2 separate regions of the Triticum aestivum genome follow, and region 1 is linked to region 2. The links are chromatin contacts, called in public Hi-C maps. All regions are on one chromosome and are shown on one strand. The core of a region is the stretch at or near the end of the contact, and the rest is flanking DNA. Distances in the headings are between cores, read along the strand shown. Region 1 holds the start of LOC123086761 (DNA-(apurinic or apyrimidinic site) endonuclease). Region 2 holds the start of LOC123086754 (chlorophyll a-b binding protein CP26, chloroplastic).

The links. Hi-C and Micro-C count contacts between places; a contact is called where the count stands out from the background.
Region 1: a Hi-C map of leaf shows a contact between it and region 2, with 8 times the contacts expected there. The contact joins the promoter of LOC123086761 here to the promoter of LOC123086754 in region 2. A contact is called at or near these places in 2 of 5 Hi-C or Micro-C datasets (both in leaf).

What each region holds. Positions count from the first base shown.
Region 1 is chr4A:534,880,858-534,887,228 of IWGSC CS RefSeq v2.1, reverse strand. LOC123086761 (DNA-(apurinic or apyrimidinic site) endonuclease) reads left to right here and starts at 1,337. Exons shown (of 9, transcript XM_044508554.1): 1 at 1,337-1,689; 2 at 2,976-3,068; 3 at 3,517-3,661. The coding sequence starts at 1,435. It also overlaps the pseudogene LOC123086762.
Region 2 is chr4A:534,273,419-534,279,941 of IWGSC CS RefSeq v2.1, reverse strand. LOC123086754 (chlorophyll a-b binding protein CP26, chloroplastic) reads left to right here and starts at 2,756. Exons shown (of 6, transcript XM_044508544.1): 1 at 2,756-3,061; 2 at 3,174-3,258; 3 at 3,466-3,516; 4 at 3,638-3,758; 5 at 3,855-3,989; 6 at 4,073-4,503. The coding sequence starts at 2,854. The coding sequence ends at 4,333. LOC123086755 (protein TRIGALACTOSYLDIACYLGLYCEROL 5, chloroplastic) reads left to right here. Exons shown (of 3, transcript XM_044508545.1): 2 at 83-254; 3 at 2,059-2,366. The coding sequence ends at 2,149.

The sequences.
Region 1 (6,371 bases), core at 88-2,587, 610 kb before region 2:
GATGGAACCAGAAAGGAAACTCCCCAACCCTGTACGCATCTACTATGAGATAGTTCATTATCTCTCCAGAAGAATGTTTTATACTGGCAAAGCATGATAATTTCTGTTGCTTTCGGTAAATAGAAGCTGACAAGAGTGACCGCACTTGGATTCCCACCCTCCGTGTTTGAAAATACCACTGTCTCTGGGCTAATGACTCCAAGCATTTAGACAGAAGAAGTCCAAGTGCTATAACAACACCTTCATGCTTGAAAGCTTCTTTTCCTGAGGATACATTGATAAATTCCTTTACGAGCAACGGACCAGAAGATAGAGTGAGTACCTTGAGCAATGCGAAGAACCCAGAAAACAGAATGTCCCTTTTGTAGCATGAAACAATTACCCAGAAAAGAGATGATTGCTTAGCATTGATTTTGTCCACAAACATTGAGTACTGAGTGCCTGCTTGATCTGCAACATCCAACGCAGGTATGTCTTTCTCTTCAAGAGGCTTTCTGTAACCCTTCTTCATCAAGGGATTCATCCACCAGAATGACATCCTGCTGAAAAATCCAGCAACCGAGAAAGGAGACGCCGATCTCTCAGAATCAAATTCATCCTGAATAGTGTCATTGTTTAGCAAGTTGTGCAAACCAGTTGCTTTGCAAGCTGCGTCAACACATTTTATTAGAAAAATGTAAACCAAAATGGTACATAGTGTTTCAGACTTTCAGTAACTAAATGAGAGGAAGAAGAGGTTTGGCTTTGACCCGAAGAGGCAGAAATCCAAGCAACGTTAGGGTTCCTTACCGAAACATGAAGAAATCTTCCGAGTCCGCACGCCAGTCCAGTGGAGGAAAGGTGGACAGACCTGGAGGCGGCGTGCCTCAGTGGAAGCAAGCCTGCAGGCGTGTTTGGCGGCGTGGGCAAAGGTGAGGCGAGGAGGGCTTTTTGGGTACTGGTGGCAGCGAATCCCTGGCACGAAGTGGGAAGCCGCCGGGAGAACAAGGGTGCCGCCACCCGGCTGCCGGCACCTTGCCGGGGGAGCGGGGCAGCACGCTCGGCATGTCATGGGGACGGGGGACGGGTTTGAGGTCTACCTGGGGCACGATATGATAGAATTAGGGCGCGCGCTGTCCGCTGTGTATGGATGTCCTGATTTGCATGCCGTCCGAGGTGCTCCGCGGCAGCGCCGGCGCGGTGGGGGTCGAGCCGTCGAGGAAGGACCGGCGAGAAGAACGGAGAGTGTCGCGGAGGCGGCTGTGCATCGTGCACGGTTTGTTGCTGGGCTTCTTGGGCTGAGATGCTGCTGGGCTTCTTGGGCCTTACCTACGATAGATATCGGAAGGCGCCCTTTATCGGCAAAAAAAAAAGTATTTTGCCCGTCGTTACTTCACTTCCGGTGTTCCCTCCCCTGCTGGCGGCTGCCGGGGAGCGCAGCCGCACCAGCCAGCCATGAAGCGCTTCTTCCAGCCCGTACTCAAGGACGGATCCCCCGCCAAGAAGAGGCCCGCCGGAGCCGCGATCTCTGACTGCGTTGATGGCCGCGCCCCCACCGCGGCCGACGCCGGCGGGGACGGCCCTCCCGGCGAGGAGCCACGCAGGTTCATCACGTGGAACGCCAACAGCCTTCTGCTCCGGATGAAGAGCGACTGGCCCGCGTTCTGTCAGTTCGTCGCCCGCCTCGACCCCGACGTCATCTGCGTCCAGGTGAGCCAAGGCAAAGAGCGTTTCATTCAGCACCCTTTCTGTGTGTCCGGATTTGCTTGCTACCCTAGATTTGGTTTTAGCCTGCAATGCGAGTGCTGTGCCGAGGGATTTTTAGGCGAGTGTGCTGCAATGTGGCATGCAGGAGCTGCCGTTGCTCGCAGGCATTTCATCTAGCACATTGGGGCGAGTACATCTTAGTTGTCCTTTTGTGCAAGATTAATCCAATTCTGGTAATCTAGGGTTTGACCCATCTGATTGATCTAGGGTTTAATCCAATTCCAGCGTGCTGCATCCCTTGCGAGATTGATGGTGCCAGTTGTCTTAGCTGACTAGCTGGTGACTGATTATGCCGACCGACGATTCCTGCTGTGCATTTTTCTGGTTGTTTGGCATGCTGTGCTATATTTGCTCATAATACATCAAGGCTATGTACCACTGAGAGTAGAGAGCATGCAGTGTTGATGGTTGTAAAGGCTAGGGTGGTGTTTGCAGAGGTTGTGTTGAGCATTTTATGAAACAGACTGAATGCTATGAAAATATTCTTAAATCAGTGAACTGATATCTACTTGCCTGTTTCTTGTTATCAACTTATCCTGGATTAATGTTGGCAACATTGCGGAAAGAAAATGTGAAAAACTTGTTTTTGGTCTATCTGTTACTTATGTCAGTCCTAGTGTTCCAATTCCAGTTATTTGGTTGCTCAATTAGCCACTATCTGCTGCTACAACAAGTTCTCGTACCTATACCATGTGCTGATTTGCAGCAATAGTACAGTTACAACAAAATATAGGCCATACGATGAAGTAATTCTCAAGCTGAATCATTATTTGAGAAAACTTATGTCCTTCTACATTATTCTGATGTCTGGATATGGTGGATCGATTAACCCTAGCCTCTTTTTGAAATTGCAGCTCAATAGTTGAAATCCAAATCCGCCTTGGGTTCTTGTTTTAGTGCAGTAGAGTAGAACTGGGTTTATAACAAACCCCACTTTTGGGTTGTAAAAATGACAGGCCAAGGTCTTTATTTCCGTTCAATTCCAATACCTTTAGTTGTTATGAGTTATGACAACTTAGCAGCCTAATAATATTATTATTTGTCCTTTTGGGTGTTTAGTTGCCCTAGCCACAAATTGTTGTTTTGTTTTGTACTCTTAATCAGTAATCGCAACTATTATGCTGTTCTCGGGTTAGGTTCTCTACTTTATTTTTTAGTTTAACAATCTAAGCATATTATGTATGTATCAGTGAGTAGGATCTTTGCTGAACTTCTTTGCCACTTGCCAGGAAGTGCGGATGCCAGCAGCTGGTTCCAAAGGGGCACCTAAAAATCCTAGTGAGCTAAAAGACGACACAACGTCGTCACGCGAAGAAAAACAGGTAATACTAAGGGAGTAGCCCTGTACCCTGTAGTTATGGAAAGTGGATCCCTTATGTCAGATCCATTGGTTCTGGCTGAAATTAGATTTCCGCATTATGGATAAGATGTGTAGTTCCTTGAAATGGCTTTGTAAAAACTCTGTTTTTGTGATACATGTGTAGTCTATTGAAAATGCTTCTTAAAAGGGTGATTTCTGATAGTTTTGCAAGAGTATATCTATTTTTTGAAAAAATTACTCTAGATTGTGTAAAATTGGACTTTGATTTGTATCAGTTGCATCCTGAAGCATTGCTGTGTTGTGGTGACTGTGTATTTAGCAGGAAACAATTATGAATAAATTTCAACTTAGTTTCCATCTGTTTTCTCTTTTCAGCGTAGGTTGTTACAGCAGTTGCATTAGTTGTGCTTAACTAAGTAATTCTACAATTACTTCTTGATGTCATGCAGACAGTGCTGCGTGCTTTGTCGAGCTCACCTTTCAAAGACTACCGTGTGTGGTGGTCCCTTTCAGATTCAAAATATGCAGGCACAGCTGTGTTTATGAAGAAGAAGTTTGAACCAAAGAAAGTGTCATTCAACTTGGATAGAACATGTAAGTTTGGTTTGGAGAGGTTGAGTAGCTGTCTCCCCTGTTACACTATATTTTGAAATGTCGCATGCTCTACTCTAGTGGGACATTCTGTTCGGCATGTTATATTTTTGTGATTATGTCATTGGATTTAATTTGGTAAGGGTGGTAAGTGTTAGGAAATATGTAACTTGTATTTCCATGTGGCCATAGGCCAGTATATATACACGTACATGTGCAGTACAATATGCAGAAAACCCCTTATAGAACAGGGAAATACAAAGGGGTACACGGCTACCCCCCCACACACACACACACAAAAAAAAACCCAGGTGGATCAACAACACTTAGTTTGGGCCTTCGTAAAGAAATCCGCCAACTGTAACTCGGAAGGCACATCTGAAGAGCAACAACCTAATCCTGCACACCAATGCGCACAAAAAAAGCATCAACACCAATTTCACACAGTCGCACGCAAGAGGAGCAGCTCAAGGTGTATTCATGGAAGCATGGTAATGGTGTTGCACATCCGAGGGAGCAAGATCATCCATTGATGAAACAACAGGGTAGTACTGATGTGACTTCCATCTCCTCTGATGGGGATCATGATGACTAGAAGGGTCAATCGATGGGCAAATTGCTTTTGAGGAGAACTACTCGAACAACAACAGGGATACCAAATAAACGGTATGGGTTCAATGTCAATGATATTGGAAACTATGTTTCCTATGAAGCACTAGCTCCAGCAAGCATTTGTTGCTTCTCTTTAGTCTGTGTCAATTCTGACTGACTGGTAGAAGACAAAGGAGAACTCAAAATGGCGTATGGCCATGGTGGAGTTGGAGACTCTGTGTAAGAACAAGACATGGGTACTAACACCTCTTCCAACAAGAAAAAAGGTGGTCAACTACAAGTGAACATACACTGTGAAGCAGAATGCAGAAGGAAATATTGAATGGTACAAAGCGAGGCTTTTAGCAAGGGGGTACAGCCAGACCTACGACATTGACTATGATGAGACCTTTGCTCTAGTAGCGAAGATGAACATTGATGTGAAGAATGTCTTTACATCAACTTGATGTGAAGAATGCTTTCCTGCATGGGGACTTGTAGGAGGAGGTCTACATGGAGATCCCACCTGGGTTCTTGACTTTTGAAACAGTTGACGAGGTATGCAGGCTAAAGAAAACTCTTTGCGACTGAAGTAGTCTCCAAGATCTTGGTTTGAAAGTTTAGATGGGCAGTATGTGACAATGCAATGGTGACCATACATTGTTTTATAGACACTCTAAAAGGAAACATAACCATGCTTGCAGTCTGTGTAAATGATATCATTGTCACTGGTGATGATGACTAGAGATAGCAAGGTTAAAGAGGTGTCTGAGTAAGGCCTTTGAAGTTAAAGATCGTGGTCGACTCAAGTACTTCCTTGGTATAGAAGTGGCTAGGTCTGGAAAAGGAATATCTCTTTCTCAAAGAAAGTATACCTTGGACACCTTGTTGTAGATGTTAGAATAATCCGAGACACATAGTCGATCATCCGAGCACCAAGCAATCACACAAGGCACGGCACCGAGATTTGTTAACGAGGTTCAGCAAACTCGGCTACACCCCCGAGGCCTATGGGCACTCCTCATGACACCGTCACAATACTGCACCTCGGCCACCTGGACGCTGGCACATACCGCCGGCTCCCCCTGCGTGTATGTGCTATTATGTTGGCATAGGTTACATCGTGGGTCTACCCTCGCATTATATAAGAGGCCTACGATACAAGTGTCCTATGAGGGTACGAGTCCTACTTTATCTAGACACTGTCCAACTCAAAGTCCAACTGTAACCTACCTTGTATAATATATTCGACACAATTCGAATAAACTCCACCTTGGCAAATATTCTCCACCACCTTGAATTCGTCCATGCATCAAACTTTCATGTACATTGGACTTGAGTTTATTCCAGGCTGCCAAATCATCCTCCGCAAATTTTCATCCTTCACATGATATTTCCATCTTAGATGGCTTGACATCCTGCAACCCATTCAAGTATCTCTGTTGTACCAAAAAATCTTTCACCCTTGTCTGCCATAACCCGAACCTGGTATCCGTCGACACCATGAATTTTATATGTACGCCTGACCCGTGGAAAACAACACTTAGCACAAAATCAAATGATATGTTGCTTTTCTCCAATGCCTTGCGTCTCCAATGGACTATCTCGTGCAATTTTCGTATTCGCCAGATTGTTTTGCCTCTTGCCTGTTGTTGCACGTGAGGACTCGGTCCTCTTTTTTTATCCCAAACAAATCTCAGTTCTACTCCCGATTCATGCAGCGCTGGCCTCATCTGGGCTTCAGCCCTCATGGACCAGCTTGCACCTACGTCTGACCTAGTTCGGCCTGCCCCTTGGCTTCGATTCAATCTCTGAAAAGAACCACGATCTGATCTGGTTGCTGTCGTTGTTGTATGCAGTCGCTTGCTGCAGGTGCAATTGATCAATCGACCCGCTGCTCCCAATTGCTGGCACACTTGTGAGTTCCCATCAATCCAGTGCTTCTCGTCAACTTCGATCTTTCCAAGCATTGCTCTTGATCGTTCGACATTACCCAGATCAAACCGACCACTTCCACGATTTCCTTCGTCTCTTCCTCTGGATCAACAATCCACGACCTCCAAATAACGTAGCTCTGATACCACTTGAAAGAATAATGCGAGATGCATCATCTATCATCCGA
Region 2 (6,523 bases), core at 1,507-4,006:
TGGAATCTCCTCCCTCCCCTATTGTTTGTCTCATTTTTTTAATGAACTCTGTATAATTTTATCTTTTTCATGAATAATGTAGGTGCAGGATTAGGTTATGGATTTCCTGGACTCACTTTAGGCTTCGGAGTTGGAGCTGGCTGCGGTATAGGATTTGGTTTTGGTTATGGCTTGGGCAAAGGAATTGCTCGTGATGAAAAGAAAAGACATTCAAACGTTGGTAAAATATTCCAGGAAACTCCAAATCTGCCTAAGTAAGTACTGTATGGGCATGAAATATTTAGAGGGATTTGTGCAACAGACATTCCTATACGTGCTATGCCTTGTTGCCTAACCTTGTAATATCTATTATCTTTGAAGTTTTTACTCTAGTTACAGTTGGTCATGTAAGTGAATTTGGAAGAAGAGCAATCTGGAGGGTAAAGTGGAATTATACCAACTGGCTTGAAACAAACACTCCCAGTAGTTGCTAAAAGAACAACAGAAAATTGACTTGTGTATCTTTTTTTTATTGATGTTGTTTGAACTTAAAATACGTAGCTTACCAAATGAGATTGGAGAAAGAACCTTAAACAAGCTTTGCTTATGCTTTGAAATGAAAAGATATCTTCAAGCATTCCCACATAATAGTTATCCAAACTGGGGTGATTGGCAGTTTGACTGGAATACCCCAGAACAAGAGCTTTACTCAGTATTGCAGTGTGAAAGACAAAAGGAAGAAAATGAACAGAGTGGTCAATTCCATGCCAGAGCCAAATCTATTTTAACTTAAGCTCCATCCTGGCCCACATTTGGCATTACAATATGACCTTATAGTTATATTATTTTACCGTAACATATTAGCACCTAAGAGTGTTCAAGTATGGATTGATCCCAACACGTCCAAAACCGGCTGTGAAGCCATAGTTCATTTTCCTTCTTTCCATGTGATGTCAGCAGTGGTGCCATTTCGAAAATTTATATGCGATGGTTCACTAATGACTGGTTGAACTGAGACCATTTTTGAACACCCCTATTAGCACTACTTGTTTCGTCCAGACTCATAAACTATACACATATTATAGGCATGCAACACTTGATTACTTGAACGCCTAAAATGAAGTGGAAATATTTAGCGATAAGTGCAAACCATGGAAAACCACACCAATTTTTTTGTGTTCCTCACTAAACATTGTAAAATGGCATTTCTATGGGAACTAATGCTAACTTAATGATTGTGTCGTGTCTTGCTGAAAACGATCCCGAAAGGCCGAAACGGTGCAAATTGCCTGGAGGAATCTAATCACACAACCTAATCCCTGAAGCCTGAACCCACGAGCTTTTAGAGGACCAGTGCAGATTCTTCACAATCTCATTCTCTATCAGGATGGTAACAGGTGCAACAGTGGGATATTTGAAGTGACATCCAAGTATCTCGTGTACGCATAATGTAACTATGCCCACAAAAACAAACAAAAATAGCATCTCATTCGTGACTTCTGACATAAACTACAATATCAAACTGTGCTATTACTCTATTTCTGACAGCATGAGGGTTTTGAATAAATAGACCTGGTAGGATGTTACAGAAAACAGATTTGTTAGTATTAATTTCAGAATTTGAGCTATTTCAGCACTAATTGTTTGAGATTCTGTTTTATATGAACAAAAACTGCATTTTTTCTCGTATTAGACATAACTTAATCAGTTTTGTTTTGTCATGGTTAAAAATCAAGTTGAGGCCCCAACACTACTCATTCCTCTCTCAGTTAATGCACATGTGTTTTACTGCACTAATATGCCAACATTTCTGAAAATTGTAGTCTAAAATAGAACATAATTTGATTTGATGTTTACTTTGAAATCTTGAAGATCTGTGCAAGTTCTCTGTTTGGGATGAGAAGGAAACTAAGTATTATATCACCCTCGCATAACTTAATCTTTGTTTCTCATGGTTGAAATTCGTCAAGTTGCTACCTTATGGCATTTGCCACACCCGGAAGATAACTTCAATTTGCATGCAAAAGAATGTGTATTGTTCCATGGTTGCTCACCCTTTCCTCCTCTTCTCTATTCCAGGGACACCATTGCCGGTTTGTTTGACGAGTTGGTTGTAAACACCAAAAAGCTTGCCACCGCAACTTCAAAACAGATTGAAAAATGGCACTGAGCTGCACCACCAGATGGCTGCTGCTATTTGCTATCTTAGATGGTGATTAGTTGGATAGAGACTACCGTGTCACATTAATATCCCATTTTGAACATTTGTAAGTAGGTTTGTATTCAAGTAGGGTTCTGACATTATGCTATAGGGATTGTTTGAAATTCTGGAAATGTTGAACATTGTGGTAGTTAAGAAAGAAAATTCAAACCGATGAAGATTTTTATGATCGTTGTACATGTCGGCTTATGTTCTGTTACTGGTTTTGCTCATCTCATCTGCTAAAACTTGAGCCTGATTTGGTGCTGTCAAATTGTGATGGAACTCTCGGGGGTGTGTGTGGTCTGGAACTCTTGTCTTGGTTCTCTCCATCTCTCATTGGATATCTGTCCCTATCTGTTATGTTTGGACCAATTGGTATCTCATGGCTCCTGATAAACGAGATAGCAAGCGGCCCTAATGGTGCCACATCAGCACCCTCATCTGCCAAGTCAGCACATACCGCCCAATCAGGCCCAAGCAACAGATAGCCCTCCTGAATACTGAGCCAATCACAGCCCCCTTGGCCTATCCTTGATGGGCCCACAACATCCTCCAATCCTCATTTCCAACCATTTAAACTACCCCACATTTCCCTCCACAACCACCCATCACATCCTCCCTTCTTGCTGAGCTGAGCACGCCCCTTCTCCCTCAACTTTGGGCTCGAGGCAATGGCGGCGCTCGCTCCGACGAAGATGCTCGGCACCCGGCTCAACTTCGCCGGCTCCTCCAGGTACGCCACAGCGGCACCAACTGCTGGCGCACAGAAGATCGTCTCCCTCTTTGATCGCTTCAAGAAGAAGCCCGCCCCGAAGCCGAAGCCCGCCCCCGTGGCCACCTCGAGCGTGGGCATCGACGACGAGCTCGCCAAGTGGTACGGTGAGTACAAAGAAATCTGACGGGCTCTCAGCTGAGATTTCACTCTTATCAGATAACTTGTTCAGTTCTGAATATTCGTGTGTGTCTAAATCTGTCTTCTATTTTGTTTCAGGTCCTGACAGGAGGATCTACTTGCCCAACGGTCTCCTTGACCGGTCGGAGGTGCCGGAGTACCTCAACGGAGAGGTTCCCGGAGAGTAAGTCATAGGCCTCAACTCCATTTACTCTACACACCATACACATCAGTCATGCTTTGTCATAGCTCTGCAAGAGCAAAGCACAATACTGTTTCCTTTAGCAGCATGGAGTACATCACAAGTTCTCACATAACTGAAATGCTCATGTATGTAAGCATAAGTGATATCCATCTGAACTAATTGCTTGCTTTCCCTTTGGAGTTGCAGCTACGGCTATGATCCTTTTGGCCTGGGCAAGAAGCCAGAGGACTTCGCCAAGTAAGTACAGACAGTAGTAATCTGCATTTTGCAAGTATAGACTAATCTGTGAAGTGTTCTGTCAAATTTCAGAACATATTCTCTCGACTAAGCGATCCTGCTCTACACCTCAATGCTGCAGGTACCAGGCCTTTGAGCTCATCCATGCCAGGTGGGCCATGCTCGGCGCCGCCGGATTCATCATCCCCGAGGCGCTCAACAAGTTCGGCGCAAACTGCGGTCCCGAGGCAGTTTGGTTCAAGGTAATTGCTGAATGCAGATCGTCATTTCTCACGGCTTCAGATTCAGAACTTTGGAAGTTTGAGCTCACGGTGCCATAAACAACATACATCCTGCAGACCGGCGCCCTGCTCCTTGACGGGAACACCCTCAACTACTTCGGCAACAGCATCCCCATCAACCTCATCCTCGCCGTCGTCGCCGAGGTCGTCCTCGTCGGAGGCGCCGAGTACTACAGGATCACCAACGGGCTGGTCAGTATCCTGAAACATAGATATGCGTTGCCGCAGCCAGGCGTCCTTGTAGTGACCAACGGTTTGGTCAACTTCTCCGGCAGGAATTTGACGACAAGCTCCACCCCGGTGGCCCATTCGACCCGCTCGGCCTCGCCACCGACCCCGACCAGGCGGCGCTGCTCAAGGTGAAGGAGATCAAGAACGGGCGGCTGGCCATGTTCTCCATGCTGGGCTTCTTCATCCAGGCCTACGTCACCGGCGAGGGCCCCTTCGAGAACCTGTGCGCGCACCTCAGCGACCCCTTCGGCAACAACCTGCTCACCGTCATCTCCGGCGCCGCCGAGAGGGTGCCCAGCCTGTGAGCTGGCCGTTTATTGCCCGTCCGCCGCCGTCGGTTGCTGATGATCAGCTGCGTGCGCGCGATGCAGCAGCATGTGCTGTGTGAATTTTACCGGGAAAAGTTTGAGAGTACGAATGTGCCGTACGTGTAAATTATCAAGGGCAGAAGAAACATGACCGTTCTGATTTCTGATGGGAGTATCGGACCACTGCTACTTGAGTAATTTCTGAAATGGTTTTCATCATCGTTAAAAACCAGATTGACTCTTTTTGAAACTTGATTGGTTAAGTCCTTGCATATATATAGTGAACCCGTTATCGATTAGTACATTGTATGCATAGATTACAAATATATTATTGCCGAATCTGAAGTGCTGGAATTATACCAAAATCTTACAGACTCTAGGCTATGTTCTTCACATATAGCAAAATTTCTATGTCAATAGTAATTTAAAAAACTTTTGTATATCACAAGAATATAAAGACAACATGTATGTATCATATAGACCGAAGTTGCAAATGCATATTGAATCCAATATTTGACATACCAAAAAAGAACTCAAAAATACTTCTTTGAATGGTATTTTCTAAAATACCATTGACAACAAATTCAAATTTGCTACTATTGAGATCAAATGCGCGTATTTTTAGTTTCTCCATTTTTGGATTAAAGTTTGATCCAAAAAGTTAGATGGGACAGGGTAAATGCATGCAGTCGTGATTGAAGATGAATACATTGGAAGTTTTCATGCAAAGAAAAAGAAAATGCATGCAGTATCAGTGCTTCCTAATTTTATTAAAGTTTTTCATGATTAATAGAGGTGCTACTAAAGTTCATGCATGGGCCCTCTAACACACTTGTATGTAAGGTGTCTTGCTTCTACCACCAATGGCCCATGCAAATAATATCTTACGGTGAGTTTGGTCCATGGTGCACATTGACCATGTTTACAATGCAATGGGCCAAGCTGACTTGGCCCATCAGAAGGCCCAAATCATCCATTGCCCTTTGATCATTTTTTCCTTTACTAAGGTTATTACATGTTTTCTTCTTCTTTTCATTTTTTAATACAGTGCAGACGCGGACGCTCATACATACGCACGTACACTCACCTTTACAAACGCACATACTCACACACATGCTGCATTCAAATAGTACATTTAGGGCAGTTTCATTATTTCTTGTTTTTTGCGGGGGTAGGACAGTTTTATTCAGAAGGCCGATTGCTCCGAGCATCCAACAGCCGAGGAGCCAGGCAGGCAACCAGCACGTAGCACCACCCTCTCCTAGTCTCCTGCAACGCCTGCAACACACGTTCTCTGCACTTGCCCACGACATGCAGCAGGCAGCAGCAGCAGCTGATCATCCCATCTCATCTCATCTCATCTCCTCGCCACGCTAAGCCAGCGCCCAGTGCGCAATAACTTGAGGATCAAAACATCCTCCTGGACTCTCTCTGGATTGCACAAACCACCACTTATTGGGGCTGGTGTTGCGCAAAACACCTACTATACGGGTTTGTTGCGGAAAACACCGCATATTGGTGTAATACATTGCAGATAGGTCTAATCTAGTATTTGGATGCATTGACATAATTACTGACAAATGGGTCCCGCTCGTAAGTGCACATGTGGCAATAAAACCGGCCACATCAGCCAACATATTAGACTGTCATTATCTCCAAAACCTGTGGTCCAGTTGAGCCGAAACTTTCCTAGATTAGTATTGAATATATGTAGTATTTACTGAAATTATTTCACATTTTTCTGAAAATGTCAAAAAAATTCACACTTTTCTAAAATTGTTAACTTTTGAACCCAAATTTAAATGAAGCAAGTTCGGCATGAGATCACCAACACAAAAACATGGTAGATATTGTTCCCATTAGATTTTAGCATCAAGTAGCTGGCATGAAAGTTGGATAAAGGATAATAATCAGATATGTTGCTGAAACAAAATTTATACCGACACAAGGGACAAGGCCTTAAACACATGTCAAAATCAAGCGCAGAACCTAAGTAATAACAACACAAACGTCCCAAAAAATAGGATCCTAAACAAAAATACATCGATCAACGGCAAAATTTATCCCCAAAAATGTAAGGGTTTCATGAGGGAGAAGAAGACCTAGGAAGGTAGGGGAGAAGACGAGCATAGCTCAGGTGAGAGGGGGGTGCTTACCCGACGATTGGGTAACGGCTCCATCACCACT